2 separate regions of the Capsicum annuum genome follow, and region 1 is linked to region 2. A link is a contact called in public Hi-C data. All regions are on one chromosome and are shown on one strand. Each heading gives the region's core, a stretch centred on a gene start, on an enhancer-like site or on the middle of the called end of the contact. The rest is flanking DNA. Distances are from core to core; before and after follow the strand shown. Region 1 holds the start of LOC107862904 (probable folate-biopterin transporter 7). Region 2 overlaps LOC107862906 (alanine--tRNA ligase).

The links. A called contact is a pair of places that touch in the nucleus more often than the background predicts.
Region 1: a Hi-C map of leaf shows a contact between it and region 2, with 3 times the contacts expected there. The contact joins the promoter of LOC107862904 here to the enhancer-like site in region 2. A contact is called at or near these places in 4 of 5 Hi-C or Micro-C datasets (bud, leaf and placenta).

What each region holds. Positions count from the first base shown.
Region 1 is chr3:235,575,770-235,582,218 of UCD10Xv1.1, forward strand. It overlaps LOC107862904 (probable folate-biopterin transporter 7), which reads left to right and starts at 3,426. Exons shown (of 2, transcript XM_016708614.2): 1 at 3,426-4,045; 2 at 5,132-6,449. The coding sequence starts at 3,748. The coding sequence ends at 6,189.
Region 2 is chr3:235,519,346-235,525,575 of UCD10Xv1.1, forward strand. It overlaps LOC107862906 (alanine--tRNA ligase), which reads left to right. Exons shown (of 19, transcript XM_047409553.1): 10 at 1,133-1,276; 11 at 1,365-1,436; 12 at 1,531-1,606; 13 at 1,698-1,840; 14 at 1,921-2,029; 15 at 2,117-2,304; 16 at 3,465-3,554; 17 at 3,634-3,816; 18 at 3,902-4,081; 19 at 4,431-4,755. The coding sequence ends at 4,502. LOC107862905 (bromodomain-containing protein DDB_G0280777) reads right to left here. Exons shown (of 2, transcript XM_016708616.2): 2 at 5,766-6,230. Among protein-coding and RNA genes, the nearest start is that of LOC107862905, 10 kb to the right of the region's middle. Within about 2 kb of position 4,951, at least 2 of the 5 cell types and tissues checked have an H3K27ac peak or open chromatin away from gene starts, as enhancers often do. A contact at or near this core is called in leaf, where this site is marked.

The DNA.
Region 1 (6,449 bases), core at 2,176-4,675, 55 kb after region 2:
CCCTTAGGGGCTTTTGTGGAAGAGGTGGAGAGTTTGTCTTGAAATGAATTTGAGTTATGAATTAGAATTCGTGTCAAGGTGGAGATTGCTAGAGTTGTGACCCGAATTTTAATGGTTCAATTCTAAAAGTTCTGCGCTATTGACTTTTATGTTTTTGGACCTAGGATTTATTTGTATGCATATATTATATAAGTGCATTCAGTGGGTTATTTTGTATATTCAAAAAATACTCATTCTCCATATTGTACTTCTCTCCTTTCATTATAGTGAAATACCCTCTGTCTCAGCCTGTGATTTTTTTCACAAAAATTTTCACGTAAATCTATATTTTCTTATTTATTACTCCCTCCGTCCCAAATTATGTGTCATCATTTTCTTTTTAGTCCGTCCCAAAATAAGTGTCGCCTTTCCTTATTAGGCAACTTTTTAAAGACACAATTACCCTTTTACCCTTATTGATCCCACTTAATTAAAAAAAAAATATTGACACATTTTTTTATAAAGGATAATTTGGTAAACTTTACCAAGTCTTCTTTTTTTTCTTAAACTCCGTTTCCGATCAAATGGCGACACGTAAAATGAGACGGAAAAAGTATTTTGCTTGTGATTTACTTTATTTTTATCCGAATCATAATAATGTTAAATTATTAAATTAGTTTTTATAATAAATACATTATTTAAATTTATCTAATAAATTATAAAATTATTAAATAATTATAATAAAAAAATTTAACAGTACTTCAATAAAAATATCCATCTGGAGTGGGAAAGAAAAGGTTGCCACCTTATGAAGAAAACTTTCGTAAGTGTGGTACGAGGTGTCACATGCTTAAAGCACTATCCCCGTCATCTTTTACCTAAACTTTTGTGTCCACTACGAATGACTAAATGGGATCTTGTTATTTACTCTACTCCCCGTTCCCAAATTATCCGTTTCCTAATTTAATTTTTTATTTTAATTAATTTTTTTATTAATTAAAAAGAGATAAAAAAATTATTTTTATTCTTTGTATTAATTATTTTTTAAAAAAATTAAAATATAAATATTATTTAATAAGGGTATTATGATAAATTAGACATGTTATTAATTATTTTTTAAAATTAATATATCATCTTAATTTAAGACGGATAATTTGAAACGAAAGAAGTTTTTATTTTTGTTTGGTTTAGTTTATGCTATTTTTGATATGAAACTACACATGATGAAATTTTCTTGATATTTATGATTACTCTGTTTCTACTATTTTTGTCGAATTTAATGAACACAAATCGTCAAATTATTGATAGAAGGTAAAAATATTACTCTCTTCGTCTCAAATTATGTGTTGTTATTTGACCGAATATGATATTATTGATTTTGTTAAAGTTATAAAATTACCCTTCTTAAAGAAAGGAGTAATAGTATTTAAAATTGAGTGGGACCACTTTTAATTGAAAAAATAAATAAAAAAAGAGTAATACTAATATTTAAAATTAAGTGGGACCACTAAGGATAAAATTGTAATTGTGTCTTTAAAAACTTACCAAATAAGAAAAAGCGATATTTTTTTTGAGACGGATCAAAAAAGAAATGCCGACACATAATTTAAGACGGAAGGAGTATTATTGACAGATAAAAATCAATATACTTCTATATATATTTAGAAGAATTACTTTTATTTAAGAGAGAAGTATAAATTGCCCCCTGAATTTGTCACGTTTTATTTATGGTACACCTGAACTTTTACTAGTCCTAAGTACCCCCGAACTTGTTCTTTTAGTATGTCGCGCCACCCTTTTCGGCCCACTGTCCACTGCGTGTAATACACGCACAGACACGTGGATAAAAACGTTGATGTAGTTGTTCACGTGGATAATACCATTCACTTCCCTTGTATTTATCATATATTAAAAAATAACTCATTTCTACCCTTAAGTATCCGATTTCTCTCTAAAAAGATTATATTTTTCAATTTTCCTCTACTCCAAAATAGTGAAAGGTATAATTTTCGTCAATCAAGTAAGCTATTATTTTAAAATTTACATTTTTTTTGTATGTTAAAAATATGAAATTATTTTTTTCCGATTAGTGCTTCATAATATGAAATTATTTTTTCCGATTGGTGTTTCATGTAATTTTCAATTAGGATTTTGAGGAGACTCACATACACAAATACGTTTCTTATTATAATTAATGGATTAAGAAATTGTAATTTAAGTTAGGGGTGTACAAAAATCGAACCGATAAAAATGTTATTGATTTATCGTTATTGGGTTAACGATTTTTTAATGATTTGGTAAAAAAAAATTATTGGGTTATTGATTCAATTTCGATTTTTTTTATTAAGTTATTGGGTAAATCGATCACTCAATAAGATTATATTAAATTATTATTTTTGTTGCAACTGAGATTCGGTTTCTTTTCATGTTAGTTACTACTTTTTCTATTTTATAAGTATTTTTTTATCGGTTAAATCGAAAATCAAATCGTTAGGGATTAAAAATCGATAACTAATATAACTACATTTATTATAAATATGGTCTTAGTTTCTTTAGTATTTGTTTTGTTAATATTGTTTACAATATATGCTTCGATATTTAGTACATTTTTTTAGCTACAATAACTCATATGATATATATAATTAAGATTACAAAATTGAAGGAGTTTCATAGGAATGGAAACTGGAGTTTTAGATTGAATTAATAGAACAAATTTTTTACAAAATTAAAAAACGGCTGAAATTTTTATTTCATAAACTAATTAATAAATTGGACTTTTACAAAATTAATAAACGGATGAATTTTTTTTTTAGATTGGAAGTAATGGAGGAAGAGGAATAATAAATAGGAAGAGGGATAATTAAAGTTTTTGAAAAAATTAAAGGAAAATAGATTTTTTTTCATTTTTTTATCGTTAAAAATGCTGATAAAAATACCTCCATCACGCGCGTGATGGAGGTTGAACTCAAACATTTTGCCACATCAGTGTAAAAGGGGCACGTGACGTACTTAGTACTAGTCAAAGTTTAAATATATCATAAATAAAACGTGACAAGTTCAGAAGGTAATCGATACTTCTCTTTTTATTTAATATTTAGTTGACATTTCAAAAAAAGTTTACTGAATTATAAGTTCAATTTATTTGTTGAGTAGAAAAATAGATACTTCTTGCCCATTCTCAAACGTTAAGAATCTTTCTATCACTATCTTTATTGTATGTCCTGTGTCCAAATAGAAATGTAAAAAGATATAATTTAGATAGTTGTAGTAAAAATTTTACTTGTAAAATTTATGTTTGGAAACTCTAAATTTCACTATTATTATTATTTAATATAAAAAATTAAAAACTCTTATTAAATTCATTAGAATGAATAAGTAAAATGAACCATTCGTTTTTATCATAAGTTTATTTAAGGTAAAATGAAAAGGGAGAAGTAAAATTGGAAGGACAATAAAGTACAAATGTTCGTGTATGTGAAAACTGGCCACGTTGTTGTATCCAGAATGTTTGGGAAATCTTACCAGTTGCCACTTGCCACCCTTATTCACGCTTCCCAAAAAAGTTCTCTTTTTTGCTTTCTCCCACTCTTGGATCGCACACACGAATCTTGGAATCATACCCTCTTTGATTCCTCCAAAAAATTGCTGTCATAGGTAGCAGCTTTTAAGGTTCTTGATACCTTAATTGTACTACACAATCAAAAGATTCAGACACACTACATATACATCATCATCATCATCAAATCAAGAAGATCTCTTAAGTTAGTTATGGTGTCATCTGAGACTATGAGGCAAAGAGGGAGAAGAAAAGGGGGTGGTAATGAGGGTAGTGATGGGATGAGGAAGTTGTTGTTAGGGTTAGGGTTCTTGGTGCAAGGATTCAGGTGTTTCCCTTGGATGGCTGTTAATTTTTTTTTAAAAGATGGGCTTAAGGTTGATCCTTCTACATTACAGATCCTGCAGAGTTCTGCTAATCTCCCTATGGTGGCTAAGCCCTTTTATGGAATTTTGTCTGATTCTTTTTACATTTTTGGTCAGCATCGTGTTCCTTATATTGCCTTTGGAGGTGCATATGCGCTACTATTGCTTGTTTTACTTAATTAGCCCTGTTTTGTGCTCTTTGATTGGTTTATTGTTGGTGACAACTTGCTAGTGACATGTGCAGAGTGTTTTTGTGTAGTCTTATGTTTCCATTGTTCACAAAAGCAGCCTTGTTATTGGGAAAATTACATAGATATGCTATATTTAGAAAGTATTTACCGTATGTAGGAATAGAATTTTTTTTCCCAAGATTAAACATTATAATACATCTGTATTGCATGCGTAATTCACTTTTAATACATAGTGCAGTTGGTATAAATGGTAGTAATAAACAAAGAGTATGTTTAAAAGTAGTAATTGTTTATTAAAAGGTAATCACCAAGTAATTAATTGTATGTTTTTATTGTCTTATGTTTCCATTGTTCGCAATATTAGCTTTGTTTCCTTCTGTTTCATAGCGCGTTACTGTTAGTGACGACTTTCTTGTGACATGAGCAGTGTGTTTTTGTGTAGTCTTATGTTTCCCTTTGTTCAAAATATCAAATTGATCATGGAAATGAATTTGTATCTATAGCCCCACTTTCATGTTATACTTGTATTTGTAGTTTTTGGCGTCTTTAAGAAATATGAAGTTTTGCCAAGTTATATGCTATTATATAGGTTGTATATGCTTTCTAGACTTTTCTTGATCCACCAGAAATTAGATGTTTTAGCCCACGGATCGAGCCGTGGAATCAACTACTCATCCTCATGTTAGGGTAGGCTGCCTTCCGAAGGTACTGCCCTTTCCGAACCCTATGTAAACGCGGGATTTTCGTGCATTTTTAGTGAATATGAAATTGCAAAATTCCTTCTTTTGCTTCAAAGGTTGGGAACTGATAATATGTTTGATTAATAAGTTAGTTAATTATCAAGAATTTTATGCAGTAATCATATAGTAAGAGGAGAAGGTAAAGAATACGCGAGCTTCTTTATTATTTCTCCATTGTGTATGGAGGTTGACTGGAAAATAATGTTTCCAGAAATAAGTCATTTTGCATTTTTATTGTAGTTCATTGTTGGCATACCAATTAATATGCATTTGGGCTCACTTCGTTATAATTTGTTGCAGCATTTTTGCAGGCGGTGTCTTGGATTGCTATATTCCTCTCCCCCTCAAATATTTCATTTTTTACAATCACTCTATATCTCCTGCTTGGGAACTTGGGTGCTTCGGTAGTTGAGGTTGCCAATGATGCCATGGTTGCGGAGTTGGGAAAACCACCTAGTTCATCATCCAAAAATCGTCAAAATTCTTCATCAGGCCAGCTCCAGTCATTTGTTTGGATTGCCTCTTCTGTCGGTGGAGTGCTTGGTAACCTTGCAGGCGGTATTGCCATTGATCGTTTTTCCCCTCAAGTGATGTTCCTTATGTTTGGCATTCTCTTAAGTATTCAATTTTTGGTTACAATATTTATTCATGAGAACTCCTTAGACCTTCCCAAGAGCCCATCAAATCGAGGGATCAAAAAACAACTTTCGGAGCTTCTAGCTGCATTGCAGAAACCAGAGATATATTATTCAATTATCTGGTTTGCAGCTTCTTATGCAATGATTCCAGCACTAACAGGGACGATGTTCTATTACCAGACGCAACATTTAGGTATTGAATCGTCAGTGTTGGGTATATCTAAAGTATTTGGGCAGGCTGCAATGCTTTTGTGGGGTGTTATCTACAATAAGAACCTCAAATCAATGTCTCCTAGGAAGCTAATCTCAGCAATTCAGGCTACGATGGCTGTTTTCATGTTTTCGGATTTCTTATTCGTGAAAGGGGTATACAGGATGTTTGGTATCCCTGACTCATTGTATGTGGTGCTCTTCTCCGGATTACTGGAGGTTCTCTACTTCTTTAAGATCTTACCCTTCACTGTTGTTATGGCACAGCTCTGTCCACCGGGATGTGAAGGATCTGTCATGGCATTTCTCATGTCTGCATTAGCTCTCGCTCTAATTATAAGTGGTTGTCTTGGTGTCGCCCTGTCATCGTTTTTCCAGGTGACGGGGAATGATTTCTCAGGCCTACCACACGCCCTGTTAATACAGGCAGTATGTACCCTGTTGCCGGTTCATTGGTCATCGTGCATACCTGATGGAATCAAGCCTAAAACCAAAGCAAAAGAAGGTTGATCAGCTGCAGCAGCGAGTGATGGTCAATTCAGCTCAGCAGTAGGTCAAGCTTAGCTCCCCCTCGGCTTTCTTCAACCTCTTACAGCTATAATTATCGTTCCAGGAGGATCCTCCTTCGAAACTTTGGGAGGAAATTCACTTTATAATACATATAGAGTTACCACACATGAATACCTCATAGTTTAGGTTTTTGGTTAGTACTAGTCAAAATTTAGCATTGTGTCTTGTATTAGCATTCGTTATTTAGTAACTCAATTGGC
Region 2 (6,230 bases), core at 3,701-6,200:
TAGGATATTTAAAATCTGTATGGGTACTTGTGTTTGAGAGTATAACCCCCAACCCCAACCCAACAAACCCACGCAGATAAATTAACCTGAAGAGTAATGTTTTATGGAGGAGCTGACTGCCTCTACAGCGTAACTTCAATATAGTGAAGAGAACAGGCTCATTAGGCGCATATATATATCGGTGCTAAACTTTAATTATGAACATTTGCTAATTGTTCGTTTGAGGGGAAAGTGTTTCTTGGGAAGTATATAGGAAAATAAGCAAACAAAGTGACTCTCTCGAATGCCCTCAGGGTTTAGTCTAACCGTAAGAGCGCAATACAGGATATGTTGGAGCCCTGCCGAGGACCAAGCCCTTCTATTTAAGTGGAGAGAGGTAGAGGGATGGGCTCATTAGCCACCGCGTTGCGGACCGTGCACCACTGACGCTTAGGGATTTCTCGATTATCTAAAAAAAGAGAGAGAAAGTGACTCTCAAGTTCTCCTTTTTGATTTGTTGTCTTCTTTTAATCCCGACTCATCTCTTTCTGGGTTAGTAATATTTTTCTCACTTACCACTTGGTGAGCAAAACCCCAAATGGAATATTTGGAGGTGAAGGGGCTCTACCAATATAAATAGGCCCTCCCTTGTCGGTCATGAAATCTAGTGATATGTCCTATCATTTTTTCTTCTTTCCTTGTTAATCAAATGTAGCGTGCGAAGTTATGGAGGGTTGTGACAATGTGAGGATTTCACATTCTTCAGAAGCTTGAGGAATCACTTTCTTGTTCCCCCCCAAGAGTGTAACTCAATGTTAGTTTTGTTCCTTGATGCATAGAAGACGGACGATCTTGAATTGCTTATTTCTGTGATGTTTCTGGTTGAAAGCCGGTATGCATTGTAAAAGGGGAATTGACTTATAGGCCGTTAGAATAGTCTTCATTTATCAAGTTTTTGCGTCTTTTAACTATACTGCTGTAATTTCAGAAACTTGAAGCTTATGGAACGTGTAACTTAACATAAAGAACTTATAGATTGTGATAAGGAAACTCTGGTTGTTTGTAGCATCGTTAATTCATCCTCTTCCTCCTTATGTCATGTTGTACTCTAGTTTCCTGATTCTAATAAAGCTATTCGACTATTTCGATACAGATATACGACACTGGTTTACTGGAAAGCCCCAGTGGATCGTTTCAAGTTTGTGATGTTCAAATTTATGGAGGATTCATTCTTCATATTGGATCTTTCAGTGGACAGGCGCACAAGTTCTCGGTTGGTGATAAAGTGATTTGTAAGGTGACACTTTCTTCTGTTTGGCCTTCCACAACCATTAAGCTTTCAGATTTGTTTTACCTCTTTTTACTTACATTGTTGGATTGGGCAGGTTGACTATGATAGGCGTACATTGATTGCTCCCAATCATACGTGCACTCACATGTTAAATTTTGCCTTAAAGGTATTTCTTCTAGCAGAAAATAAAGAGATGCTGGTTCAAGCATTTCCATACTTTATGGAGTTGATTGCTTGATTATGTTACTGAACTAATGCAGGAAGTACTAGGCGACCATGTTGACCAGAAAGGTTCCATTGTTCTTCCTGAAAAATTGAGATTTGACTTCTCTCACGGTAAACCCTTTATTTGGTGTGTGCGCTGTTGCTGCTGTTGTGGGTATTTTTCTTTCTATGAAGAATGATAATGTTCTAATGCCTTGAACAGGGAAACCAGTAAAGCCAGAGGAGCTAAGAAAAATTGAATCCATTGTCAATGAGCAAATTAAGGCTGAATTGGATGTATTCTCAAAGGAGGCAAAACTGTCTGATGCAAAGAGTATAAAAGGTCTCCGAGCTGTCTTTGGCGAAGTAAGGGCTTCACTATTTTGCCTGTCTTCGTTGTCTGTTCGGACATTTAAACGTTCTTACATGTCCTGGTGGATTTATAGGTGTACCCGGACCCTGTGCGGATTGTGTCAATTGGTCAGAAGGTGGAGGACCTTCTTGCTAATCCAGAAAATGAAGAGTGGTTATCGTACTCTGCTGAGCTCTGTGGTGGTAATTCTCTTTTATTCTCTAATGCTATTTATGGGAATATGTTTATGGATTATGATCTGTTCCTACGACTAATTTATGGATACTTAGGAACACACATTTCTAATACAAGAGAGGCTAAGGCATTTGCTCTGATGTCTGAGGAGGGAATTGCCAAGGGAATCCGAAGGGTTACTGCTGTTACAACTAATTGTGCTTTTGAAGCCACAAAATTGGCATCCTCATTCGAACAAAAAGTAAATGAAGCATTTCAGACCGATGAAAGCTTGCTGGAAGAGGTTAGTGCTTGCTAGACCACTCTTCTCGAACCTGGAAAGTCTCTGCTCTATTTGGTCTCTATCCTTACTAGGAATTATAGTTCTTTTATTTGATAAAAACCAGGTGTTAGAATCTTTTAACTTTCTTGGAAAACGTGCCTTTTTAGTAAAACAACCTGAAGAGTTGTTAATCATTGAGGATTAGAGTTGTTGGAGTGAATATTTTTTTTGCTGTGACGATTTGAAGTGAAATTGATTGGTAATATTGCTCACTAATAATTCTTACAAAAACTGTTGCTGACAAAGTTACCCTTCTGCAAGTCTTAAACATCAAATTCATACACCACGTTAGTGCTCTTCCTACCCAATTGGTTCTAGTTCTTATGCCATGGTAATATTGATCATTCCTTGAGATTGTGTATCTATTTGCATGAGACTGGATGTTTGTCCTAATTTTATTAAAGTTCCATAATTCACAACTTTAGCTGACTGATGATAATCATATTTGTTAACTCACCAAATTATACTTGCACATTGTACAGCGTTTCTCGCCCTGAATTATTATATTCTGCAGGCGTGTATTCTGACTGTATTTGTTTCCTGGTGGAGAGGGAATGAGACATTGGACTATTTCCTATCCTTTTTTGTTTCATAATACTGAACTGCTGGAAAATGTGCTAAGGCTTCTAGTAACCATGTAGCTTTTATTCTGTCATTTATCTCTTAAATTTGATCCCCTGCTGTATCTTCCCCGGGATGGAATTGGACGGCGTATTGTTCCCACTTCTAAAGTTGCTCCCTACTGAATGATTCATTCATTCAGCAGTCCTGCTACATAGTTAATAGATCTTCTTAAATTAACTACTCGATCTTAGTTTTAGACTTGCTTGTTTTCTTTGTTTCATACGCTGATGAAGTATAAACCATAATGTGGCAGAGTTGTTAGTAAGATATACTTTATTCCAGTCATCTATTTCTTATAATTGCTCCCCTGCACTGTATCTTCCTCCTTAGGGATGTCGTGGAGCTGGATAGTTTCTGGCTAAGCTATTCAATCAAGCATCTTTTTGTTCTTTAATCTTTGGTCAATTCAAGTTTATCCAATCTTTGGCTGATCTTTGTTCCTACTGCTACTATTGTTCCTTATCTGATGAATTAATCCATTTACTTCTTAATTTCAGAAAGTAACTTCTTTGAACTCTGCTGTGGAGAGGGCACAAATTCCCACTGTCATGAAAACTGATCTCAAGGCCAAACTCTCTGTTCTCCAGGTATGTACTGTTTCTAGTGTGACCGAAGATGAATAACATTGCTTAGGAAAGAAAAGTAACATGCTGGTAATTTCTTCAGAATCAAGTTATTAAGGCCAAAAAGAAGATAGCTGCAGAGAATATTCAAAAAGCCGTTAAAGCTGCCTCAGAAATGGCTGAAGCTGCAGCTTCTGGTGGAAAATCATACTGCATCTTGCAGATTGACGTGGGCTCGGACACTGGTGCAGTCCGTGAAGCAGTTGTCAAAGTTATGGAGCAGAAGGTTATTAGCTCATACATGCTATCTCGTATACTCTAAAATTTGCACTTAATGTATAATAATCGCAACTGTTTCATTGTTTGAACAGGGTATGGCAGTTCTGATATTTAGCAAAGATGAAGCTGCGAACAAAGTTTTGGTCTGTGCTGGTGTACCTGAGAAAGGTGACAAGTGCCAGCAGTTGAATGTTAAAGACTGGTTGAATGCAGCTTTAAAGCCCTTGGGAGGCAAGGGCGGCGGAGGAAAAGGTGGTCTCGCCCAAGGCCAGGTTTGCATCATACTCAATTTTGGATTACCTTCATGCTATTTATTTCTGTAGTAATAGAAGAAACTTTTGGGAACCAGTCCTGGTCTGACTATTTCCGTTTTAAAATAGTTGCATTGTTTAATGGTATTTTGGTAAATGTTTGCACACTGCACAAAGCAGGTTCATTTAAAAACTGGTACATCACTCCACCTTGTGATGGTTGCATACATCTCATGCCCTTTAATGGAAAGAAATATAAGCACATAACGTGCACTGTAAAATTGTCAAACTTGACATTCATCTTTTGCCTTAATTGCTTCCATTGCTTGTAACTTATATATTCATGTTGGTTAAAATTTTTTCCCTTCAGGCTACTGATATAGCAAAAGTCGATGAGGCAATGGATGTTGCATCATCATTTGCAGCTATGAAATTAAATTGATGAGCAAGGACAGTATGCCAATGCAGTGGTGTTCCATGGTTGAAGCTGGTGCAGCTATTCTCAAGAGATATAACTTATACAACCGGATCATTTATGTTGCTTTCTGTCAGCTACCTTAATTAACACGCAGAAAGTTAAGGAAAATTAGAGAAGATTATTATTGATGGCACTTGCTTATTGCATACTGTATCCTGCATACTTGTTATACACAAAAGAGAATGATGAAAGTAGAAAGATTTTCCAGTGCTGTGAATTTGCATGTTTGTTGGCTTGGATTTTCTGATTACCTACTAGTGTGTCGTTAAATTGGTATGGATTGGATTAATGCCATTTTGTAGATGTAAAAAGGAAAAAGAAAAACATGTGCAAACTGAAAGGCTAAGGCCTGGAAGGTGCTCTAATTTTTTGTGGTTTGTTAGGAAAGTCACACTGGTTATCTACTGATGATAGTTGCCTGTCAATGAAAACTCTTGCAAAGAATGAAATTACGCAGCATTAGAGGAAAGGCAGAGAGGTGCAGGTTGATCTTTGATGAATAGTGACTTCAATAAAAGTACAATCTGAATTTATTTCGTTTAACAGTTCCGATTTGGTCATGTTGGAGAACAGAACGGGTGGAATGCCATTAGTTGTCTTGCAGATTGTAAATGCTGTACAGTACTCCCCGCAACATTTAGAGGTAATGAAATTGATGAGTTGAATAACGAAACCATATGAAATTATATTTCACCAGTATCACTCAGGTGAGGCCAGTCTTGGACAAACAAGTTTCCCAATTAAGTGAGGGTTCGATAGTTGTTCGACAAGCCTACTACAAGCAAACAAAGTTGATCATTGTTGTTCTCTCTTCCTTTTCCAGTGTACTTAAAACCTGAAGTGGTTGATTACACCATCAAAGATATGTAGTATGATGATAATTCACTTCACGATGGAGTGATAAATAGTGTAGAGAGAATCTGCTATAATTCCTACCAAATAACAGCCAGTAGAAAGGCATACTGCATCTCGCTTGCTAGTCTGCGTTTGGGCAGTATTAAGAGTTATAGAGTAGAATGTTCTTTGTAATGTTCTAGAATAGTAACCCCCAGTTTCAGGAACATGACTACCTCATTGGCTGAACAGAAAAATCAACAACATAACCAGTGTATTGCCGCAAAGTGGGGATCTATGTACGTAGTCCATACCACTACCTCAAATGAAGTAGAAAGGTTGGCTCAGACAAATAACAGTATAGCAACCAGAATATAAAAACAAACAACAAAATGGGGTAACACACCACTAGATAATAAAAAAACAAAACACCCATAAAGTAATACTATGAACTATCTATCCGAAATCACAAACATCACCAAAACACCACGAACAAGAAACTATAAGACACATGCAACGCTATGACTACAGATACATAGATAAACAAAGCACACTTCCCTATTAGTAAGGACACACTCCTACCCACTAACCCTCTACCCTAATCTGCATCCTCCACACCTTTCTATCAAGGGTCATATCCTCGGTAAGCTGATAATCATACAGAAGAATCTGCAAAGAGAGTTTTGGTCTGTGCAGGTACGGGGAAAAAAGCTTTCAGCAGTTCAAATTCCATAAAGAAAGAAGAAAGACTGGAAGAGACAAACACCACACGAGTCATGACAACCTACTCCAACAAAGATGCATTTCATTCACTTAACTTCAAAAAAAAAGAGATTCACCTGCAGGTCAAATCATTCT